2 separate regions of the Gasterosteus aculeatus genome follow, and region 2 is linked to region 1. A link is a contact called in public Hi-C data. All regions are on one chromosome and are shown on one strand. The core of a region is the stretch at or near the end of the contact, and the rest is flanking DNA. Distances in the headings are between cores, read along the strand shown. Region 1 has its middle 14 kb from the start of LOC120820273. Region 2 overlaps LOC144409417 (a long non-coding RNA gene).

Region 1 (4,995 bases), core at 1,056-3,555:
CAGAGACACACAACCATTCACACTCACATTCACACAACTACGGGCAATTTTTAAAGTCCCCAATTAACCTGATCCCCAGAGCATGTCTTTGGACTGTGGGAGGAAGCCGGAGAACCCGGAGAGAACCCACGCAGACACGGGGAGAACATGCAGACTCCACACAGAAAGGCCACTGGGCGGAATCGAACCCAGGACCTTCTTGCTGTGAGGCGACAGTGCTAACCACCACGCCACCGTGCCGCCCCTATAATAAGATAGAAATATTAAATTATTAAATTAAGTTAAATAAACTAAAACTGAAACAAAAGAATAACCTTCCAAAAGAGACAATAATATTAATTTGTAAAAGGAGTACCACTACACCTAGCAGATTCACTTGTTACCATGTAGCTACATGGGACGGGTGTTACATCTGTGAAATACAAAAATCAAAAAACATAATATTGAATATTCATCGACGGATTTTGTATCATATCACAACAAAAAATGTCCAAATTGTCGAACTGTAAAAAGCCCAATAAAGACAGCAAGAGAAGGAGCTAAATGTGTTTAAAGGAGGCATGTGAAAAGTGAATAAGACAAGTCCCGGGATTGACACTTGAGGAACTCCTCAGTTCAGAGAGCCAGTCGGACACTTTCTCAGCAATGTATGAAAAACAACTGGTGATTAGGCTCCCATGAGAGCCATCTCTGGGCCGTACCTCTGACTGAAAAGACTAAATATCCCACCGTTCCCCCTCTTGCATTGCTTCATCCCCCCTCTGTCCTCTCGTTTCTTCCCCTGGAGCACCTCTCATTTTTCCAGATGGTCCTTTAACACCAAACATTCATTCTGCTTGGGCAGCAGGAAGTCAGGCCTGAATGGGACAGTGGGACGTGAATGCGTCCTCCTCGGATGCGGATCCACCCAATGGAAATGAATTGGATCTCTGGGTTCCCTGGGATCTTCCAACTGGCCACGAAGCCAACTAAATGAGTTATAGACCTTCATTTTAACTGCCTTTTGCTCTGCTACACTGCTCACTGTTTTCCCCTTTTTTTGTCTGAACTCGATTTCAAAATGTCAGATGGTTTCATTTTCATCTGGCTTTAGTTGTGCTTTATTTAAACCTACAGTATTTTCACAAATTTCATTTGAAGACATGAAAATGTGACAGAAATGCTAATTCTCTCTCGACCTTCCCCCGCAGCATCCGAAGTCTGTTTCTCATAGCCGCTGGAGCGCCAGCCTGCGTCACAATCTCCCTAATGTCAAATGAAGACTGCAATGCACATGACTTGAACCAAGTGCTATTCAGGTAACAATACAAATCAGGTGCAGGTCCTGTGCTGCAACCTCCCTTTGAAAATGTGAGAATCTGTTCCTGGAGACGACGCGGTTTACGAATACGCAGTGTGTAAAACGTAACACCGCTCACAGGGACTTTTTCAATTGAAGCCTTGCGCACACGAGGAGATGTTACAGCGGAAACCCTGTTCCAGTTTATAAAACATTGTCATGGCATTAACATATAGGCTTAACATTTAGTTGAATATATTTTTTTCTTCTGCTGGCCGAGAGTTTGATGAAAAGACTGACATCACTATCTTTCCACCATTAATATGCAGAAGAGACTCGAGCGCGCTGCCGTGCCCAGCTGCTGTTTGTACAAGTGAAACCCCTAATTAGACGTGTTAAGAGGTAGATTTTGTTACCTTTGGGCAGAGAACACTAGTTAGCTGTTTCCTTACGTTTCCTGTCTGTATGCTTGGTTCGATAAACAAAGCGAAACTAGACCGGTAACTTAGTTGTGCTCATGATATTGTCTCCCATGAGAGTAGTAGCAACCCCTGAAATATGAGCGAAACATCTCAGATGTGATATCACAAGGATTTGGAAAATTAGACCAATGTCGTTTGTTGAAAGGCTTTAAGCCAAAATAATACGCAATCTCATCCCTACTCTTTCGTGAGTAGCTGCTTTCCTGGTTAACGCTGGGAAATAATTGCATATAGTTTTAGACGACAAAAGCTCCTGGTTGGAGTTAGAAAGTAAAATAAATACGCTGTTAACGTGCGTTGCCATCGAGGCGCTGAGGGGCCACTGCTCGAGCGTTCGTATTGGAGCCCTGGAAGTGATACCGGGCTCCCGTGTTTGAATGCATGTAGTGCAGCCTGCAGTGGAAGTACGTGTGTTCATGTTTGTGTGCTCGTGTTGAGAAACAAAAGGACCCATGAAAGTGTTCTTGCATGAACATACCTGTGTAATTCTGTTAATACTGATTGCAACACTTGTGACAGGCCTGGGCGTGTGCAGTCGGTGCAGATGTTCCGTATGAGTGTTTGTGTGAGTGTTTGTGTGTGCGTGGGTGTTTGTGTGTGTGCATGAGTCAGCGGTTGGAGGTTAGCTGTAGTTGCTGAGAGACACCCAATCGTCAAGTAAGGACACAGGCCTGCCGGAACATCGCCAAGGGCAAAGGTCACACTCTCACACTTTCCTGTTGCCACACACACACACACACACACACACAAACATCTGTACTACAGTGTGAATATAAAAGGTACAGCAATTTTGAAAAACGTTTTTGGGAAGAAGCACCGGTGTTTGAAGAGCCCAAACAATATTTAGGATGTTTTTTTCTTTGTTTTCCTGCTTTTTGTAAAGCACTTTTTAGTATTAACCCAATGACATTTGGTATTATAATGTTTTAGCTGTCAACTTTTGGGACAAAAAGACACTAATACACACAAAGACAAAAGAAAGTGTCCTAACATGACAAAAGCTCTCCTCATCTTTTGTAACACAGTGACCCGGATGATGAGCGCTGGCTGCCTCCGAGTCTGCTCGCCGTTCAATCAGCCTGTCTCTCATTATGGAGAGGTAGGCGTCTCCATCCTTTGTCCGTGCTGGTTGGTAATGCAGGTCTTTGATGAGTCATGTGTTTATAATGGGATTATACAGGTTTTATGGAAGGACTGCTGTGGTTAATAAATGCACGATTGTTGCTTCTTGGTTCCCGCTTTTTGAGCTGGCTGACGGGGGAGAGCGAAGCCTCCCAGCCTGCGTGCAAAAACGAGCGCATGAACGCATCTCGGGTCTGCAGTCGCTGCGTTAAGACGAAACCGGCTGCGGGAGCTCCCTTCATGTGATGGGCCTGCTCGTAAATCCAAGAATAAGATCGGTTGAAACGGCACCGCTGTGTTCGCACTCCCACACACACACACACACAAACTCCCTCATACACACATCTGTAAAGTATCATGGCTCCCACCACCAGGGAAGTATCCCTCTCTTGAAAAATAGATACCAATCCTCATCTGTGAGAATGAGAAGCAGCAGAACGTGTAAAGACAGGGGGGAACTGTCCTAATAGGAAAACACCAGAGCATTATATTCCGCTTTCATGAACTATTGGTCGGGAACCCAAAATGAATCGGGGGTTTAGCTTAATTTGTCCCGCATGTAAAGGAACACCAAGACGTGTCAACAAGTGTGTTTCGGTCATTCATTGTCGAACACAGCTCAGCAGTGCAATTTAAATTCAAATTGATCCTTCTTCTCCCTTGAACAATTTGGGCTTTTATAACTGAACACAAGGGAGAAATATAACTGTTGCTTTCATCCTGTTTTCATATCCATCAAATTAAATGGTCTTTTTGTGTGTTCATCCAAACGAGTAAACCTGTGTTCAAACTGATCAGAATGTGGAATGAGTGCAGGCTAAGACCCATGTGTACGTATGCTTGCGTGCATGCATGTGTTTAGATTTTGCGGTCCACTGGTTACACATATCTCAAAAAACACACTCGCGCTTTGCACAAAAGGCTTCGGGACGGTGGTGATTGGCTGCAGCGTGGGCGCACTGATCCACGGTAAATCCTGGAGATAAGGGGAGAGAGAGAGAGAGAGAGAGAGAGAGAGAGAGAGAGAGAGAGAGAGAGAGAGAATCCAAGATGGAGAGAGACAGACGGCGAGAAAGATCCTGCCAGATTGAGAGCATTCCTGGCTTTATTGTGTATGATGCAAGCTACTGGCTTCTTCAGCCCATTGACCGCTGAGGAACGAACGCAAAGACACACAGACACACACGCACGCATCTTCCTCCCTGATCGCTCGTTTTTGCAGACAGCTCTCAGCTGGCCTGGACTACGACCAGCACCACTGACTCCTAAAGTAAACACACTGCTGAGTTATTTCAATCTTATCACCATTCGCTTTTTTCCGTTACCCCCCCCCCCCTCAGGCCCAGCTCAACACACACACACACACACACATCCAGACATTAACCCTCCCTTGCTCTACCGCCCTACATTTTACAGTGTGCCTTGGAGTGTTTTACAGTAAGGGATTGTCCCTGGTGTGATTTATGAGGCCTTGGGTTGTGGCATGTTAATAGCAACCGTACCACCGTTTTTTTTTCTTCTCTTGGTTTCCCCTCCCAAAAAACCAAGTGTTGTACATCAAGACGTGACTGAGGCCGATGAGCATCAAGCCGATCCCAAGGGTTTTTAACCATGTAAACACTGTGTGGGTGCAGTAAGTTGCTACCATGATGCAGTCATCATTAGATGTAAAATCCATTCAGGTCAGTGACATATTGGATTTTAAATTAAACATTAACTGATTCAGCCTTTCAATACTAAATAAGTCAAACAGACAAAGTGAGTGGCTGGAGCATAAACCTCAGAAGATAAAACAGTGAATAACAAATAATATTATATAACATATTTTTAGGTCTCTGCTAAAGTCCAACTGCTCCTTAACCCAAAACAAGCAGGAGGATATTTTGTGTGTTTTGAGCCAAGAACAGACTCACATAGTGGAAATGGGTTGCAGCGCTCTATTATACCAGAGAAACTCCAGACTTGATGGTTTATTTTAAAATATTATATTATCAACATTTATACCACTGATGATTAAAAGCTTTATGACATGCAGACAAACACTTGCATGTTTCACTTTTGTTCAACCATGAAAGTGGTTGGAGACATTTATGAGCATTGCAAGATCCCAAC
Region 2 (4,995 bases), core at 945-3,444, 36 kb after region 1:
GCCTTCTTTGTTCTAGTGCGGAACCCCCCCCTCCCCCCCTTAAAAAACAGTCCGGCACAGATAGAGAGCAAACTCCTCAGTCACGTTCGTGGTCAATTAAGCTTTAAAAATATTTTAAATGTGCTGTACTGAAACAGGCTGTGCGCACATCAAATGAAAATCATCAGACGGCTTACCCCTGGAGTAATCTGTACGGGCTTAAGTATTTCAGTGGGGGTCGCACATTAATGACTTGGGCATGTGTGCGTGTTTGTGTGAGAACATGCATGACTGAAACCTTAACCAGTGACACGTTATGAAGAAGTCAGATATGCGGGCTGTGAGAACATTTTGGCCCAGGTCCAATCCAAATATAGGAAACGCGCCGTTAATTTATGGCAGGTTAAGTACAGTCGAAGCAATTTATGAAACGCACCGCGGTTTTGTGTGTGCGTGTCTGTGCGCGTGTGCATGTGGAACAAGTCCTTTCCGATGGCAGAATGATAACGTTATTCTTTGCTGGGTAATTACATCGGGGCAGAATGTACATGTGCACACAGGCCTGGCCTTTAACTCTGCCACTTATTATTTGGGGAACACAAACAGCACGCCGCCTGCTTTAGCTTAAGCACACTTTTACCGCTCGGGCAATCACCCAATTTGATTTGAATCTGAAAACAGCGCTGCCTTTCTTTATCACACATTTTTGGAAGTAAGTGAGCAAAATGTAAAGCTTTGGGATCAAACCATTTAAATCCTGTCGTTAGGCCGCAGTTCCACCATGACGTGACATTTACCGACATTTGTGGCTGAAGTATCAAGACAGAGGTTTACATGAGGAGATCTCATTTTGCCGACTTCCCCTTCATACACAGTGGGAAAAGTCTGGTGTCCTTACCAGTTCCAAGTTTGCTCAAACGCTTCAGCTAAATCTCCAGGGCCTCTCGTAATCCCAACCAAGTGACCGACACGTAACCCTGCCAAGCGAACTCCCTTTTCCATTCTCAAAGAGAAGTTTCCTTCCCTTTAACCATCTGCGCTCCTCCGACGAGTTACTACCAGCTCGACAAAGCCGTCCAGCTTTGCGGGCCTCCGCTCTGGATCTCGCGTTGGCTCATTTGCTCTCTGGCAAGTCCATAGATGTTACTGTGGTGGCGACGATATTTCTCTTTACTCTGCTGCTGGGCCGGGATTTAGACCTGGTGATAGCTTTTATCCCAGTGACTCCAGATGATGGATCCTCTGTGTCACCAAACAGGAGTTCAGAGGGAATTCTGACACATTGTTCAATGAGTGTGACCAGATTTAATGTGAGTGAGCTTTCCCACTATGGCTGAGGCATTTTGTCAAGGTATTTGTGTCCGTGTGGATTGTTCCTTTTCCGTATGGTTGAAGACATTAAAACGCTCAGCTTGTCACAGTACTGATTTTGTAAGTTCAGCCAGGAGGACTATACGCTCTATTTTATTCCTCAGGCATGCTCACTCATTGTTTTCTTGCTGTCATTGTTCGGGGCTGTCAATCATGATATCAAATGTTGTACATTGTACAGCTGGTCTCTTCCATTCAATAAGCCCAAAGAAACCGATACACGGGTAGCCGATCATCTTTCTGCTGTCTCTTTGAGGTATCATTGTCTCTCCCCACACATTCTGTCCGGTCGTCAGAGATTCATCTTCTCCATTAAAGACTCGCGACTTTGTCATCACATATCACCTTTTAATTAACCTTTAACAATGAACAATTAACCCTCGTGCTGGCATTTCATGCTCCGTGTCACGTACAATACAGCTCCTTATGTTTAAAACTCCAAATGGCAGGCAGCTTACTTTTGTAAATGTGTATTAAATCTGCAAATGAAAGCAATTATTGTCTTATCAATAAACTCCACAAGAGGAAATTCATCATCCCATATTCGTTCTCCGTGCAGCTTCGCTCCAAGGTTTTATCCTGTTGTGACCTGTGTGTACTGAGGAAATTGCCCCATTCTCCAGAACAAACCACAAGTTTGTTTGTGCCTCTTCCCTCCTTACCAACACACACTGTGCAGTAGATTTTCACACACACATTCAGACAGAGATGTGCAGATGTTGACAGACGTGTGTGTGTATTTTTAGCATCATTTAGCATTGTTCGGCCGTGTACCGAAGCTTTGGGAGGTCCGATGACGAATCACAAGGTCCTGCGACATGTTTCCTGTTTACACTGCTCGACACAATAACTACCCTGCTGACGTATTGTGGGCTATGATTACAGTCTGTGTGTGTGTGTGTGTTGTACAGTATTGTGTGTCCTGGCCTGTGAGATCTTGCCCGTCCGTTTGTGCGTCGGCTTGTCTGCCCGCCAGTGATTTGTTGCCTTGTTATGTCAAAGCTCTCCGCTTTGGTCCATATTCCTATGCTATGCTAATGCAGAGCAAAAATATTATTTCCCAGATAACCGGTTAATGGCGAGCAGCACGGCAGCGGGGTTGTTTCTGCAAAATGCCTTGCATGTGGAATGAAAATAGAGGCCGATGAAACAGTGTTTTATTATTCTATGGATCAGCAGGAAAGCAAACTATTGTGATTTTACTGTCCAACTGTGTAATAGTCATCTCGGGGGAAAGATACGGTTCCCCTGCCACAGAAATGTCCGAAATACGGGAAAAAGAAAAAGCCCCGAGGAAAATACAGTGTTGTGCTGGGGGGTTATTTAAAAGCCAACTGACTTTTGCCATTCAAATACTAAAGAGCAGAACAAACTAAAACATTTTAACTTTATTTCTCAACTAAAAATAAATTTAATAAGTCATGGCTCACAAGGACATCTCACAGTGCACACTTGGTAAATGGGAACAGCTGGATTAAGAAGGAATGGTGCATCTCATCGTCCTTCAGCTCATTGGTTCCTGCAGCAGCACGCTGCTGGTTTCAGTGAACTGGCTCTATTGAATCCGCTGTATAATATCTGCTCTGCAACAAACAGCAAGCATACAAAGTTTGTCAGCCAGGAGCTAGCTGGCAAACACAGGCGAACATTTAGCAACTCTAGAGGCGATTTATTACAGTATTTGCTTCGCAGTGATGTGCTCCACGGGGGAAATTCCAGCGTTATTATAGTAAACCAAAATAAAAAGCTAAATGAAAATGAGTCACCCCTGCAATGAGCGGTCCTTGAGATATCAGCTAATACTGAGCCCCGCCAAATATTGTGCACCGTGAACAGACGTAGAGGTGCACACTCTCTTACCCATTTACTCACTCACTCACTCACTCACAGCACAAGACTCCAGCAATGTCTTTTGGATGTATCTTGGACATTATAGCTGGCCCTGAAAAAAATAAAACTAAAGAGGGCAAAAAACAAAACTAAATAGAAATTAATTTGAAAACAATATTGAAAAGTTAGGACTGTTGTATTTTTTTGGATATCCCGGTGGCACTAGCAAACGTGTGCCTCGGGTCTATTATGGTATTGCAGCTGTCCAAAAAGACAGGTTGTCATGTTGGATAACTAATAGTACATTTGGCCCGTCTTGGCCACCTAATGTTTTGGTCACGCTTTAAAGCAGCAGTGTGTAGGATATATTGTTATGTAGCGGTAGTGTAAGTTTAACACATGGTGGCTCACCTTACCACAATTTCACACCAGAGAGCTACGGTGGCCTTTAGGTAAGTAAAAAAAAAATGCAAAAGCCTCTTGCTGAAGACAGTTTTGGGGCTACGTTAGAAACATTGTGGCACAACATGAAGGACTCATCATCTTCCTGTAGAGTTGGATGGCTTGGATCGTAAGATAACAGAAACAGGACTTACTATTAGTTTCAAGTAATCAATAATAATAACAGTGCATTTTACTTATATTAATATTAAAAATACCTTTTACAAATAGTCAATATTTGTTTATTTGTATTTTTGAAACGTGGATTATATACCCGGTAATATTTGTAAATTATGATATCTGCACTAAATATATGCTTTTCCTGCACGTCCTCTCCACATGTCTCAGCTGAGCTCGGGCACGGCCCCAAGGGGCGGGTCTAAGAGGCAGCGAGCCAATCACTGATAAAGTTAATGAGTGACATTATAATTTTAACATCCTGAAACACATTTAGATTTGGGCTCGCGCTCTCGTCAGGGCGAGTCTTTAACAACATAACATGAGCGGCCACCTGCAGTGTCCTTCCAAGAAGACCCGACCCGAACTCGGTACGAGAAGTAAAACAGGTGGACCCAGATCGGCCTGACCTCACAATCAGACAACGGAGCCACGTGAAAGGGAAGCCGTAGATATATGACGCTTCTGTAGAGACTTCTACACCGGGATGTTTAGCTAACTAGTTAGCTACATGCTGCATGCTAACGCAGTATATTCGCCTAGTTTATAAAAAGCCAATACAGTGCCCCAAACTACTCACTGTGCCTTTGATAGATCTACTCTGACCTCCTTCATCGGTCTGAACTGGAAGTCATCTGAACATCAGAACTGAAGGAATGTGTGTGATCAGCTGCAGCTCCATGATGAACATGTTTAAGTGTTTGTTTTATCTTCTGCATGGGTGTATGTGTCTGCAATTCTTGGGAGAAACCCAGCGAGCAACTTCCAAGTCTGGCTGAACTGACAGTTAAAACTAATTTGTCTGCACATGTGTGTGTGTGTATGTTTGTGTATTCGTCATCTCCTCAGTATTTCAAGGTTAACTGAGCACAGAGTAATGGGGCCAGCAGATGCTCTATCAGCAGCAGGAGACAGCAGCTATATTTGTGTTGCACTTTGTCCTCTTTATTAATAGCGTAAAATCAATCACCGCTGTCCAAGTGCACAACAAGGGAGTCATGATGGTGCGTTTGCTAGTGAGAGCTGAGGCGACTAATCGGATGGGTGATGGAATATTCAGGAAACATGTTCTGCCTCGAGCCATCCAAACCAGCACTGGATATCTGGATTTTGGTCTGGGGCCAAGTTTAGAGGAAAACACATGCCTCATTGGAGGTCTAGATGTTGTCTTAAGGTGCAGAAAACTTCCCAGGATAT

Evidence for each region. Hi-C and Micro-C count contacts between places; a contact is called where the count stands out from the background.
Region 2: a Hi-C map of blood and trunk muscle shows a contact between it and region 1, with 2.4 times the contacts expected there. The contact joins two enhancer-like sites. A contact is called at or near these places in 3 of 6 Hi-C or Micro-C datasets (blood and trunk muscle, tail fin and whole body).

Annotation. Positions count from the first base shown.
Region 1 is chr6:6,219,701-6,224,695 of fGasAcu3.hap1.1, forward strand. No RefSeq gene overlaps it. Among protein-coding and RNA genes, the nearest start is that of LOC120820273, 14 kb to the left of the region's middle. Within about 2 kb of position 2,306, at least 5 of the 9 cell types and tissues checked have open chromatin away from gene starts, as enhancers often do.
Region 2 is chr6:6,255,992-6,260,986 of fGasAcu3.hap1.1, forward strand. All of the region lies in intron 1 of LOC144409417 (a long non-coding RNA gene), which reads right to left. Among protein-coding and RNA genes, the nearest start is that of LOC144409416, 14 kb to the right of the region's middle. Within about 2 kb of position 2,195, at least 4 of the 9 cell types and tissues checked have open chromatin away from gene starts, as enhancers often do.